3 separate regions of the Mus musculus genome follow, and regions 2 and 3 are each linked to region 1. A link is a contact called in public promoter capture Hi-C data. All regions are on one chromosome and are shown on one strand. The core of a region is the stretch at or near the end of the contact, and the rest is flanking DNA. Distances in the headings are between cores, read along the strand shown.

What was found. Promoter capture Hi-C pulls out the DNA fragments that hold promoters and counts their contacts.
Region 2: a contact with region 1 is called in a promoter capture Hi-C map of liver, with 4 times the contacts expected there. The contact joins the promoter of Armh2 here to the promoter of H4c6 in region 1. A contact is called at or near these places in 4 of 39 promoter capture datasets (cranial neural crest, hippocampal neurons, liver and 1 more).
Region 3: a promoter capture Hi-C map of liver shows a contact between it and region 1, with 2.9 times the contacts expected there. The contact joins the promoter of Mrs2 here to the promoter of H4c6 in region 1. A contact is called at or near these places in 3 of 39 promoter capture datasets (liver and pre-B cells).

Annotation. Positions count from the first base shown.
Region 1 is chr13:23,549,447-23,553,740 of GRCm38.p6, reverse strand. H4c6 (H4 clustered histone 6) reads left to right here and starts at 2,073. Exons shown (of 1, transcript NM_175655.3): 1 at 2,073-2,455. The coding sequence starts at 2,098. The coding sequence ends at 2,409.
Region 2 is chr13:24,738,601-24,743,019 of GRCm38.p6, reverse strand. Armh2 (armadillo-like helical domain containing 2) reads right to left here and starts at 1,799. Exons shown (of 2, transcript NM_001370932.1): 1 at 1,460-1,799. The coding sequence starts at 1,745.
Region 3 is chr13:25,017,635-25,022,287 of GRCm38.p6, reverse strand. It overlaps Mrs2 (MRS2 magnesium transporter), which reads left to right and starts at 1,971. Exons shown (of 11, transcript NM_001013389.2): 1 at 1,971-2,206; 2 at 3,695-3,768. The coding sequence starts at 2,044.

The DNA.
Region 1 (4,294 bases), core at 824-3,323:
TTACATCCTGAAAAACAGCAGATTATTCTCTGTAGTAAGGCTTGTACTATTTTGTAGAGATTAAAAACAGGCGATAAAAATCCCTAAGAGGTGTGAGAACAGTGAAACTTATGGCTTCGTCCTCTTCTCTCAATTTTGTGTTAGATAAGCAAATATACACACATACACACAAATGCACACCATTACTATAGTAACAGGTGAGAGATTACAGCCTCATGAGGTATTCTACAGGGAGACACATTCTTGGGTATTCTAATACCTAGAGACTTTCAAATCTACAGGAAAGGGTGGTTGTATAAAATAAAAATCAACCTGGTTGTGGTGGTCCATGCCTTTAATCCGAGTACCTGGGAGGCAGAAGCAGGTAGATCTCTGAAATTAAGGACTATCTACAGAGCAAGTTCCAGGACAGCTATGGCTACATGAAGAAACCAAGCACTGTTTCAGAAGGAAAATAATAGGGCTAATAAATAGGTAGCAAGAAAAGAAATATATAAAGAGAAGAAGGCAACTTTAGGCTGAAATAATAAGTAACAGGAAAACAATCATAATAGATGGGGAAGAAGACAAATTTAAGACAAATGTGCTCAAAATATCTATAAAAATTAGAGCTATCAATTTTATATCCCTTTCTGTTGACATTACATGAAGATACTGGCAACTTGGAACTCACATCCAAGTACAAAAGAGTATGTATTAAGTTCATTTTCTAAAATGGGAGCCTTTAAATATTTAAAAACCCCCCTCCCACTTCTCTCTCCCCTCTGTAACACCTTTTAACTGTGTGTGGAAGCTAAATAGCATCTTGCATACTTGAGGAGTATTCTAAGTCCTCGATTTTTTAGAAAAGCCCATTCTCCAATGTGCAAATACATCCCCATCTACAGTCTAGATAACTGAAACTGTGCTCAACAAGTTTCAGGGCAAGGTCAATGCAATTGGGATATGGCTGCTTCACTGGGGTACTTACTAGGCAGCAGGAAGGAATATGCTGAGCTGATGTCATGTCACACTTCACAGCCTGAACTTAGTTTCCCTTAAGTGACCTTTGAGTTCCTTGGGTGGGGGAGAGGAATCCACTGTGCTATTTAACCCCACTGTACTCACACTAGTTTTGGCATTCTGGTATGTACAGAGTGAGTGGGGTGAGGACTGGTGATTTTCTGGAAAGAAGCATAGAAAAGTTCTGTGGGGTAATTGGGATAAGCACATCCTGAGTACATGGTAGTTACTTTTGTTTTTTTGTTTTTTTGGGTTTTTTGTTTGTTTGTTTGTTTCTCTACCATTATCATAGAAACGTCTCACACAAGCAATAGCCAAAGCACATCTTCAAGATGGCCTCTCTCTACACAAGGATGGGGCTCAAACCAGTACTACAGAGGCTAAAAAGAAAACGGTGGCTACCGGTCATGAAACACAAAAGTCCTCCCCAGCAACAATAGCGTTTATTAAAAAGATTAGATCTTCAACTCTGAGCAAGTCTCCATCTTTCCAGGCCAGCCTGGTCTACAGAGTGAGTGCCAGGACAGCCAGGGCTACACAGAGAAACCCTGTCTCGAGAAAAAAAAAAAAAAAAAGGGAAGCAGTATATATTCAATCAATACTAGTGCCCTTTGTAGACTTGAAAACAGAGCTATGTGCAAGCCTCTGAGAAATGCAAAGAGCTTCATAAGTGAGATTTAATAATGCTTGCAAAATTTTAGAAGTTACATTTTCGTAAATCTTCCACCTAAAAGATAACCTTACTGTACTATATCCGGTTTTGTAGATAAGTGTATGGATAACAACCTCCTTTTTAAAAATGATGAGTGGCTGGGAGAATTATAAACTATCGGTTGTCAGAACCTACAAGTACGCTCCTGAAGGACACAAACTAGTGACTAAGAACTCCAAGAGAAAAGCGGAAAACTCATATTCCCCTCGCCACAGGGGCTGTGCCTTCCGCCTAGCAATAGGATTCAGCCAGTGAGTTAGAGGGGCGGATACAGAATCACCTTCCCGCCCGCGCCTTTTCAGTCCTCTAAAAGGTCCGCATTCGCCATATATATACCAGCTGTAGAGGGCGCTTAAGGAATTTCAACTCAGTGCTCCATAGCCATGTCTGGTCGTGGTAAGGGAGGAAAAGGCCTGGGCAAAGGCGGCGCTAAGCGCCACCGTAAGGTTCTTCGCGATAACATCCAGGGCATCACCAAGCCCGCCATCCGCCGCCTGGCCCGGCGCGGAGGAGTGAAGCGCATCTCCGGTCTCATCTACGAGGAAACCCGCGGTGTGCTGAAGGTGTTCCTGGAGAACGTGATCCGCGACGCCGTCACCTACACGGAGCACGCCAAGCGCAAGACCGTCACCGCCATGGACGTGGTCTACGCGCTCAAGCGCCAGGGCCGCACCCTCTACGGATTCGGCGGTTAAGCTCACCTGGAGCTTCTTTCTCAAAGGCCCTTTTCAGGGCCACCCACTTTGTCATAAAAAGCTGTTTGCATTTCTCGACTTGTAATTGTTCTGTCCCTAAAGTTCAAAATGGCGGCTGAGACTTTTCAAAAGGTAAATCTAGGCAATGAAAGTGCTTCCCCAGTAGTTTGTAGTAATTATAACACATCAAATCCAGACAAGGTCTACTGCTTTCTCCCAGTGCTTAAGCTGAGTCTTATTCCCTTGAAGGTGCTAAATACAAAGGGCAAAAGATACTTTTGAAGAGATGATGAACAAAATTCTTAGGCCTAAAGAGCTGTTTTAACCTGTGTGCTCTTTCCCCTGTATCCTTGATTACAACCCTAACGTTTCACTTCTGGGCTAAAGCTCAAGGCTGCCAGCTCTTCCTGACAACGTTGCTCCAGAGGGAAAACTCCATTACTAGTTAACAGACTGGTTCATATTTTTTAAGTGGCCTTATTACTTAGCAACTTAGACTTGTTACCCTGCTATGAGCCAGGCTTTCCACATTGAGAAGGATTCGACTACTAAATGGCTTGTTGACTTCCAAATTTACAGCTCCTGCTATACATGAGATCACAACCACTCCCGCAGTCAAAATGATGGGCCCAAAAGCACACTAGTGACCCTATATTCCTAACTTAGCAATATCAAGATTACATGCTTCCTGGCACACATCCTGTTTTTCTCATTCTTCTGTATGCTTTCTGGGTCCTTTTCAAATTATTTTAATGATGAGTTATCTTTTCCCCTGCAGTGTTTTTTAAGCAATTTTAAATAGTTTTCATCTCTTTTGTACAAAAATAAAATTTTCTTAACTGATTATCCTGCATCTAAAAAATAAAACCCAAACTCCTGTGTTTTATCTGACATCTGTCTTGCCTCTATGACCTCATCCATAACCATGAATTATACTCCCAACTAGACTGAACAACACATCTTTTCTTCCAAATGAAATTTCCATCTGTACACGTGTGGTTTGTTCTCATAAGAATGTAATGTCTTTTTCAACCTTCACCTTTCTACCTGAACCAAGTACTGCCAGTGCCAATTATAGAACCTAACACACAGCAATTACTTAGTATGAATAAAATTAAAAGCTATAAAGACAAAATTGACTTTCCTCTAAATATCTGCAACAATTAGATTTGATTAATTATTTGATCAAGAATACCCATATAACAGTTACAAACAAAGCCTTAGCTTTGGAGAAAAGTACCTTTGAAATCTTCTCAGCCTAGTAGATTTTAAACATAATCTGTAAACAATTCACCATCTAAAACTTACTAGAAAGAGCTTGCTTTCAGAAAACCTCAACTTCAGTTCTAAGCAGCAGGCTGACTCTAGACAAATCGCTTGCTTCTCTGTCTGAAGCTTTTCTCTGAGTCCACATTCTAGACATAACATCCACTTTTATGTTTGATACATCAATATTATTATTTATAAATTTTGTACAGTGTAGTGAAACTCAGTTTATTCCCCACAAGCCTAGACAAGGGCACACAGTACAAGAAGAAAATCTGAAAGTATCACTTAGAGTATATACTTAGTTTACTCTGGGTCTGATAAGGCAAACAGGACGGGCAGGCAACTAGTAAGGAGGGAAATGATGGTCCCTGTCATCTATTCTGGGTGTTAGTGTCTGCAGTGTCTGCCACCTATGTTTTTGAACTTGGTAAGCCATTTCACACATTACTATGATGTATCCTGCATAAAATCAATGGTACTGTTTAAGATTTATTTAGTATAATGACAAGCATTAGTTTACAATGGCACCTAACTCAAAAGCAAGTGGCAAAAAGGCTCTCAGGCAAGTCTTGAATTTGTTTGTTGCTTTGCATGTTTCAGGAGGCAGCTGGTGTTT
Region 2 (4,419 bases), core at 550-3,049, 1.2 Mb before region 1:
ACCCTCCCCTGGGGGCTATAAAGCCAGAGCAGTGAAACAGTTGTTACACTGTCACACTGTAGCAGTCCAGCTTAGTCTGGGATATCCTTAGGGCCGCAAGGCTTCCTTTCAGAGGGCGTGGTTCCTGGGCTCTTCTGTCTCAGGATACCTTTCCATTGGGACATTGTCCCACCTCAGAGCTATGTGGCGTTTTGGTCTCCGGTGCCTCAGGATATCTTCCATTCTAGCAGGATGCCAACAATTATTTTATTAAAAGATGATCATAAGGATTAAATACTACGAATTAAGGTAGAAGTCCACCACGATAGGATAGCCTCTGGGCTTGGGGCAATATGGAAGACTCCTCTTAGCAGGGCTTCTCTTTCTCTGACCTTGTCTGGGGAAGCCTACACTACACATATGCATGTCACATAACCTCAGTTTATGTGATGGGTTTCCTTTCTCCTGATAAAACCTGTTGAGCCAGCCCGAGATTCCCGAAATGCTTCGCTATGCTAATGAGGCTTTCCCGGGACCCTGACCCCCAGTCTTTGTTCATCCTCGGACCCCCAAAACTTTATAAGCCTTGAGTAACCCTAAGTAAAGTTGATCTGCCTACTGACATCTGGTCCCAGCGTGGTCTTTTATCTTAGGTACTCACAGGGCTTTCAAACACCCGTTCAACATCTCTGCTCCCTGTGCCTTGAGGACTATATAGGAGGGTGGGGAGATCAAAGACACTTTTTCTATGTAATGCTTTGTCTTATTTGAACAAAGGGTTTGAGACAAGTCTTTTTTTTTCTTTTCTCTCTCTCTCTCTCTTTCTTTCTTTCTTTCTTTCTTTCTTTCTTTCTTTCTTTCTTTTTTTCTTATTTTTCTGTAGCCTTGGCTGACCTTGTGTAGACCAGGTTATCCTCAGACCTGCAGAAACTTTTCTGCTTCTTCTTCCCAAGCTGGGAAATACAGATGTGTACTACCACATCTGGCTTTGTGAATATATATGTGTACCACCATGCCTGGCTGTGTGATAACAGTTGTGTAACGCCACTCCTGGCCCTGTGATTATAGATGCACAGTGCCATGCCTGTCTGTCTGTTTACTTTACAAACTATAACAAGAAAATATTTGGTACTTATATATGTCATCAAAATTCTATCACAAAGCTAGGCATGGTAGTGCATGCCTTTAGTCTCAGCATGGGGGAAGCAGAAGCAGCCAGATCTCTGAGTTCAAGGCCATCCTAGCCTACAGCAGGAGCTACAGGACAGCCAGGGCCACACAGAGAAACCCTGTCTCGAAAAAGAAACAAAACAAAACAAAACAAAACAATTACATCTTGATGATGATGGTGATGATGATGGTGGTGGTGGTGGTGGTGATGATGATAAACAACACTAATAATCCCCACTAAACTGCTGGGCTCTAACTAGCAGAAGCAGACTGAAGCACCTATAGTGTTAGCACAGTGGTGAAGCAGTACCTGTGAAAGACAGTAGTCCGATTTTCTGGGCAGCCTGAGCTCTCTTATCAAGGGATAGTCTTTTATTCTTCAGGATGCTGCCAAGCTCCAGAATCTTTTCTCTGTGAAAAATGTAGTCGGCCGTGGAGGTTGGCACCTCTTCCTTTTGCGGTGAAGCAAAAAACCGTCTCTTCACCTTATTATCCCAGAAACTTCTGAGGCTCTCCGACAGGGTTCTGAAGAGTTGACATGTCTGACTGCAAATACTGCAAATCCGTCCACAAATACCCCAATTCTCATAGGACATTGGTGCTCCTGTGTGTAGGCGAGGCTGGAGTTCAGTCAGTAGCACTGGAGCACTGCCCCGCAAGGAGATAGAACGGAATTTAGGGCACTGCCTGGCAACCTGGTAGAACAAAAAGAACAGAGGGGCCAGAAGCAATAAACACGAGGTTCCTAGCCTGGCATTCCAGGCCCCGTAGGACTAGAACAAAAGCCACCTGAGCGTCTCTGGGACCCCAACACATAGCTCACAACTGTCTTATGCTGGCTCACTGGGGACTTTCTTCTCCTTGATCTGCCCACTAGCTTCTGAGTGGCTTTTTCTGAAACCTGCAAGGCTTGTTTTTGTTTACATCGTAGATTTCCCGTTTTGATGACAGAGCTGAAGCCATCAAGAGAATCATCTGTCCCTTCCGTTGTATCTACCCACCTGTCTGCCCATGTCTTCTTTCCTTCTGTGCCTGTGGTGGTAGCTAACTTCTCCCAATCCCCTAAAAGACACTACTCCTCTATTCTTCCCTTAGTACATCGCCAACTAGATCCCCTAAGGTGTATATACAAGGATCTGGGCTTTAAGTCAAGTCTTTCAGCTGGGTGTGGTGGTATCCACCTATCATTCAAGCATTTGGGAAGCTTCTGCAACAGGCCTTTGAGTACGATGATGCTAACTTGGGCCATATATAGCAAGATCCTGTCCCAAAAAGCCAAAACAACTCCTTTCTTTTCTCCTCTCTCTCTCTCTTTCTCTTTCTTCCTCTCTTTCTCTCTTTCTTTCTTTCAAAGAATTATTTATTCATTTTATGTACACGAGTACACTGTAGCTGTCTTCAGACACACCAGAAGAGGGCACCAGATCTCATTACAGATGGTGATGAGCCACCATGTGGTTGCTGGGAGTTGAACTCAGGACCTCTGGAAGAGCAGTCAGTGCTGTTAACCGCTGAGCCGTCTCTCCAGCCCCCAAACCACTCTTGATTCTGTGTATTCCATCTTTCCTCTGGATAGATCAGCTGAGCTCACACGGCAGCTTTAAATAACGGCTACATCCTGAACACTCAATTTCATGTGTTTAGATTGTCTTCAGACCGGACATTGCCATTTGACTATAATGATCTTAAATTCCCAAGCTCAAGTGATTCTCCGGTATCAGCCTCCCAGTTAAGTCAGCTGGGACCATAAGTGTACAGCACTGCATCAGGGTCACACAAGGACATACTCTCTCAGCCCCTATCAAACACACACACGCACACACACACACACACACACACACACACACACACAGGCGCACACACAGGCGCACACGCACACACACAGGCGCACACGCACACACACAAACGCACATTTGGAGACAAGGTCTCTACAAGTGTGGCTGTGAGTTGGGGTTATACACAGGAATGTGCAGGCACTGGCCAGAAGTAGATTTGGAACCCTAGGCAAGTTCCATCTTTTTTTTTTTTTAAACTAAAAGATTTGTCTCGTTTTCCGTTTTTATGTGTATAAGCTTTGCCAGTATGTATGTCTAAATACCACATGTATGCCTTCTGACTTGGAAGTTGGAAGAGGGCATTGGATTCCCTGCAGTTATAGATTGATTATGGGCTGCCATGGACGTCTATAGAGTGAACCAGGGTCCTTCGCAAGAACATGGAGTTTTCTTAAGCACTGAGCAATCTCTCCGGCCCCTAAAGATTTTTTTTTTCTTTTTGGTTACACTCTGCCGGCACCCACAGGTACGCTCACATAAACCTCACCCCATACCTATACCACATACTGCAAAAGTAGTGAGTCTGAAGCAGACTTAACTAACTGAAACCTTGTCTCAAAACACACACTCCAAATCCCCAACTCCAATATATACAAATACTTAGAGGCAAGGTGTATGTCCTAGTGTAATTGAACTTGATGTAGTGGATATGTGTGTGTGTGTGTGTGTGTGTGTGTGTGTGTATGTGTCCATACATGAGTACAAGTGCTTTCAAAGGCCAAAAGAGGACACTGGATTCCCCTGAAGCTAAACTTTACAGATGGTTGTGAGTTGTCTGACTTGGGTGAACTGGGGCCCTCTGGAAGGTAGCAAGTTCTCTTAATTACTGAGCTATTTCTACAGCTTAACCCCTGAGACCTTGATTTCACTGTCTTAGTAAATCAGGCACTGTGATTATGCTCTGATGCTCAGTTGTGTGTGGGGTGTGTGTGTGTGTGTGTGTGTGTGTGTGTGTGTATGTATGTGTGGTTTTGTTTATTTGTTGAGACAGAGTCTCACTCTGTAGCCTTGGGTGGCCTGGGAGTTGCTATGCAGACAGGCAGGCCTTGAATGCATAGAGATCTGCTTATCCACTTGCCTCAGCCTCTCGCAGTTCTATCATCTATCAATCAATCTATAAATCTATCAATCTATCAATCTATCTATCTATCTATCTATCTATCTATCTATCTATCTATCTATCTATCTATCTATCTATCATCTGTTTCATCCTTGAAATCACTCTGTAGACCAGGCTCAAATTCACAAAGATCCACCTGCCTCTGTCTCCCAAGTGGTGGGACTAAAGATAAAAGACACCGCACTCTGCCACAATTTTATAATGTTTTAGTAGGACTTCTCACCTGAATTTCAGACTCATATTCATTCAAAAACTTTATCTTTGGATATAAGCTTTATCATGTCTAAAATAGCTCCTGGGTTTTTTCCTTCTTGC
Region 3 (4,653 bases), core at 722-3,221, 1.5 Mb before region 1:
CCTTTCTAAATAAAATTGTCCAGAACACTGGTGTTGACTCCAAATGTCCCAAACCAAAAGATCTCTTACATCTTTAATAAGCTTTTGCCAGGCAACCCAAAGAACTTAGAAGGAGAGGGATCTCCGAGCTTCGCAGCTTAGAGGAGGTGCAGGATAGGATGTGAGGCCCTAACCCTGGAAGCGGATCCTACCGGTCAACCCCACCTTGAGGCTTAAGCAGCGTAAAGTTCAATCCCACCTTGAGGTGTAGAGGGGACTAGTTAGGATACAAGGCAAGATGGATCCCCTCTGCAGGAGACCGATTGATTTTGTTTTTCGGATAAGGCTAGCCTGGACCTTACTATGTAGCCGAGGCTAGCCTTGACTCTAGTTGCTCAGCTTCCATTTCCCATGGGCTTAGGTTATAGCACATACCACTACACCCAGCTTGACGTTGGTTTGATTTTTTTTTTCAGATAGAATACTATAGTCATGGGTGGGTTTTTTTGTTTTTGTTTTTGTTTGTTTGTTTGTTGGTTTGTTTGTTGGTTGGTTGGTTTGGTTGGTTTTTCGTTTTGTCTTGTTGCAGTTAACCTGATGTGCTGTTTGTCCATTTTCTCCCTTAATTTGCAGTGGCTTTACCTTTTCTTTTAACAACTTCATGGTGGAGAAAAGTCCTAGATTTGGTGCTAATTCTAGGGCTGGATACAATGACCTAATATGTGCTTTACTGCTCAGACAGTTTTGAGTCCTGAGTAACAACGTGCCACATTGGCCTGACATGTCCAAGGTGTTCTGTTCAATGTCCTAACCCTGCTTTTAAAAACCTAAATAAAGCCGGGCATGGTTGGCGCACGCCTTTAATCCCAGCACTCGAGAGGCAGGGGCAGGCGGATTTCTGAGTTCAAGGCCAGCCTGGTCTACAGAGTGAGTTCCAGGACAGCCAGGGCTACACAGAGAAACCGTGTCTCGAAAAACAAAACAAAATAAAACAAAAAACCAATAAACATAAATTGGACTATTAACAAGACCATGTGTCTGAACAGCTGCCAGCACTTGCCCAATGTTTTTCAAAGGTCATGTCATGGTGCGGGGTAGGGGGCGGCGGCAATGAAGTGTTTTTTAAATAATTATTTTTCTTGAATGACTATTTCCTGGCACATGTTTTTCAAAGATTTAGCACATCAAAGTTCTAATGAAGTGAAACCTCTATCATGTCCTTTCTGTACATTCAAGGCTCGTCCTACTAGCAATGCTTAAAGTACTTCTAGCTCTCGGTGTCCAAGCCAAACATCCATGGTCTCTTCTGGAACTTTCCTTTTGTCCACAGCTTCCCACTGTTCTACTCAATCCTTAGTGCCCGGCAAGATAAATAGTCCAACATCCCCATAGCTCCATGTTCATATATCAGTGAAGAAAGTTCTGAAACTCAAGTCTGTCTTTAGTATTGTGATGTAAACAACAAGTCTATTGACAAATATTTATTTTCTCTGGGGGCGGGCTGAGGGGTGTGATTAACTAGACTGATATCAAGTAGTGCAGACTGGCCTTACACTCTAGTTAAGAATGACCTTGAACTCTGGAGGGATTGCAGCTATGCGCCAGCACACTGCTCGCTTGGGCTTTTCCTTGTTCTACAGCAAAAGCTTAACGCACTGTCCCTTCAAAGTGAGTTTTAAACACAGTAGCCTTAAATAAAACTTATTTGATTTACTAATAGTGGTAACTTCCTCATCTCCCAACTGTATATTTGTGCATACATAGATACATAGGGGACCTTTCCAGAAAGTAGAATCAATCCGCAGCTCCTCGAAACAATGGACACTTTCGGAGCTGAGCTGCTTTGGTCAGTCTACCTTCACACTTGCACGTCCTGGCTCTGTTACGGACGCAGACCGGGTCGGCAGTCACCAGACACCACGCCGGAGCATGCGTGGACGGCAGCGCGCAGGCGCGGGACGGCTCGCGCAGGCGCGGTGCGCGGTTGTCGCGGTGAGCCGGTTGACCCGAGTTCCGGCATGTCGGACCGGCGTCCTGGGGCGGCTTCCCGGTTGCCCGCGCGCCATGGAATGCCTGCGCTGCCTGCCCGGGCTGCTGCCCCGCGCCGCGCAGCCCCGGAGGGCCCTGTGGACGGCGGTCGCGCGCCTGAGCCTCGCTGCCTGCGGCGGCCGCGCGACCCCTTTGCGCTCCCGGAGCCCGAAAGCGTCGAGCACAGCCCGCGCTGCAGGTACGCGCGTCCCGCGGGGCCCCGGCGGCCTCTGTCCCGCCTGCCCTTGGCCCCGCCATCCTCACCGCCGCTCGGCCTTGCCGGGCTCACCCGGCCCTCAGTGCTCCGGCCAGCACTGCGAGGACTTGATTGCGGTTTCTTGCTTATTGGGACAGGGTCTCCTTGTGTTGCCCAGGCTGGCCGCCAATTGACAGCAGTCCGGTCTCATCCTTCTGAATGAAGCCGTTAGAAGCGTTAACCGCCTCATTGGCTACTTTCGTTTGTTTTGTTATTGTTTTAAAATTAGCATTTAAACGGCCTTCTCTGAGTTTGTATGTGGAGGTCAGATGACAGCTTGCTCGAATCAGTTGTCTTAACGCAGGGCTTGGCGGCATGCATTTTGCTGGCCATCTGCTCAGCCCAAAGTAAAGGGTTTATGACAGCACTTTTATACATACTTTTTCCTGAAACCCCCTCATCCTACTGGCCCTTTTACTTCCTTATGCTCCCTTCTATTTTCGTGTCCCAGAATTCTGTTAGGTGGGAGTTTTGTTTGTTTCGAGTCGTGGTCTCACAGTAATCCAAGCTGGCTTGAAACTCTGCTGTGGAGCCCAGACCAAAGTCGATGTTGGGCAGCAGGAAGCTACAATTAGCAAGGTTGGGGTGTTATTAATTCTGTTTATTATGTTACTTTCTTCTGGGCACATTGATACAGTTACATAGTTGCCTTGGAATAAAGTAGGGAATTCCTAGAACTGAGTTTGAATGTGAAGCCAGTGATGAGCATTAATTAACCCTTGGCGAAGTCTACTCTGCAAGTAGCCAGCCAAGGGAGCAAAAAACGCTGGGGGAAGACAGAGGAGTCTTTCTTTGCTGATGCTTTGGTGAAACCTGAGGACAGCGTTTTCCACAAATGTGACTGCACAGAAACAGTCCTGACAAGAGTGGTTTGGGCTACTACTCTTTTTTGAATTGTACTTAAATTTTTCCCATAATGAGCTGCTGTCAGTCAACACCCCCTTCCCCACACCCAGGTCTTTTGCCACAAGCTTTTTTCCTCCCTTGATAATACTTGGGAACCAAGTGGTCTGTAAGACCCAGGAACTTAACTTGTGACTCTTGTCCCTAGAGCTTACATGGTAGAAGGAGAGAATAGACTTCTGACTTCCACAGTACTCAAACACACCCAATAAACAAATGTAAGTGTTATTTTATTACTTTTGTACAGTGCTTTGGACAAAGCCCAGGGCCTTGTGCATTTTAGACAGGCACTGGTTGCCCCAGCCCCAACTGACCTTTCTAATCACAGAGCAAGGACAGACAGACCTCAGTTAACAAGTTGTATGAGTTTAGTACATGGAAGTGGTGGGTAAGAAGATGGATAGAATGATTAGCTGGAAGCCTAACCAAACAAGTGTCTTCTTAAGGCTCCATGGACTATTAGAGCTACAGTTTCCCCTCCAAGAAAATGGGTTAGCACGGGCCATTCATTCTCTCCTTTGTTCTCAGGTGATGTGCTCCGGTTTAGAACCTCGGATGCCTCTCAAGCCACTTTAGCCAGCGTGGCCCAGGTGTTTGCTGTGGTGAGTACGCAGCGTCCAATCACTTGCCAGTTCACAGGGTTGGAGTCAGAGGAGGTATTTGCCTCTGTGCTGTGTTTGGCCAGTGACCCAAGCTCCTGAGAGATTGGTCTAGAGGAAGTCTTGAAGCTTTGCTGATGACTGGGGTTCTGGCTATACGGAACAGGCTCTTCCAATGACAGCTCAGACGTTTTCCCCTTGTCGATAAAATTAAGGTGTTTTTGTAGTACGTGTTAAAGGCTTCCACCAGAAGCATGTTTCTTTTCTTTTCTTTTTTTTCAGGGGGCTGGGGAGAAGGGGTTGGAGGCTGGGGAGAAGGGGTTGGAGGGAGAACAAGTCTAATGTAACTTAGCTCACTTCAGACTTGCTATGTGGTCTAGGGTGATCTTGAACTTGTCCGCCTGGCTCTGCCCTCTCAAGTTGTAGTGTAGCAGGTGTGTGCCACTATCCCATGATTTAATGCGCCACCACACCTACTTTATGCAGCCTGGTTATTGATCCTGGGGCCTTTTGTGTGCCAGACAAGCACTCTGCCAACTGAGCCACAGCCCCAAAGCCTCCTTAGTGAACACTTCATATTTTATCTGAGTCTGTTTAGAATCCCCTGGAAGAGGTGTGCATGCCCGGGAAGGGTGGCTATGATCTCTAAAACTGTGAACTGATTCTCAGGGACCTGGGTGAATTAATGCACACCTCCTGTGCTCTGCATGTGCATTTATGAAATTAGGCCCTTGGTGACAAAGTGTTAGCCATAAATAACCTAAGTAAAATTGTAAATTGTTTTTGCAGCTCGTTTTGTAAGCTTTTATGGTTTCCAAAAGTTTTAAACCTGAGCCAGACTTCTTAAGTTTAAACTCAGTGTGCTCTCTTTCCGTAGGGGGACGTAAG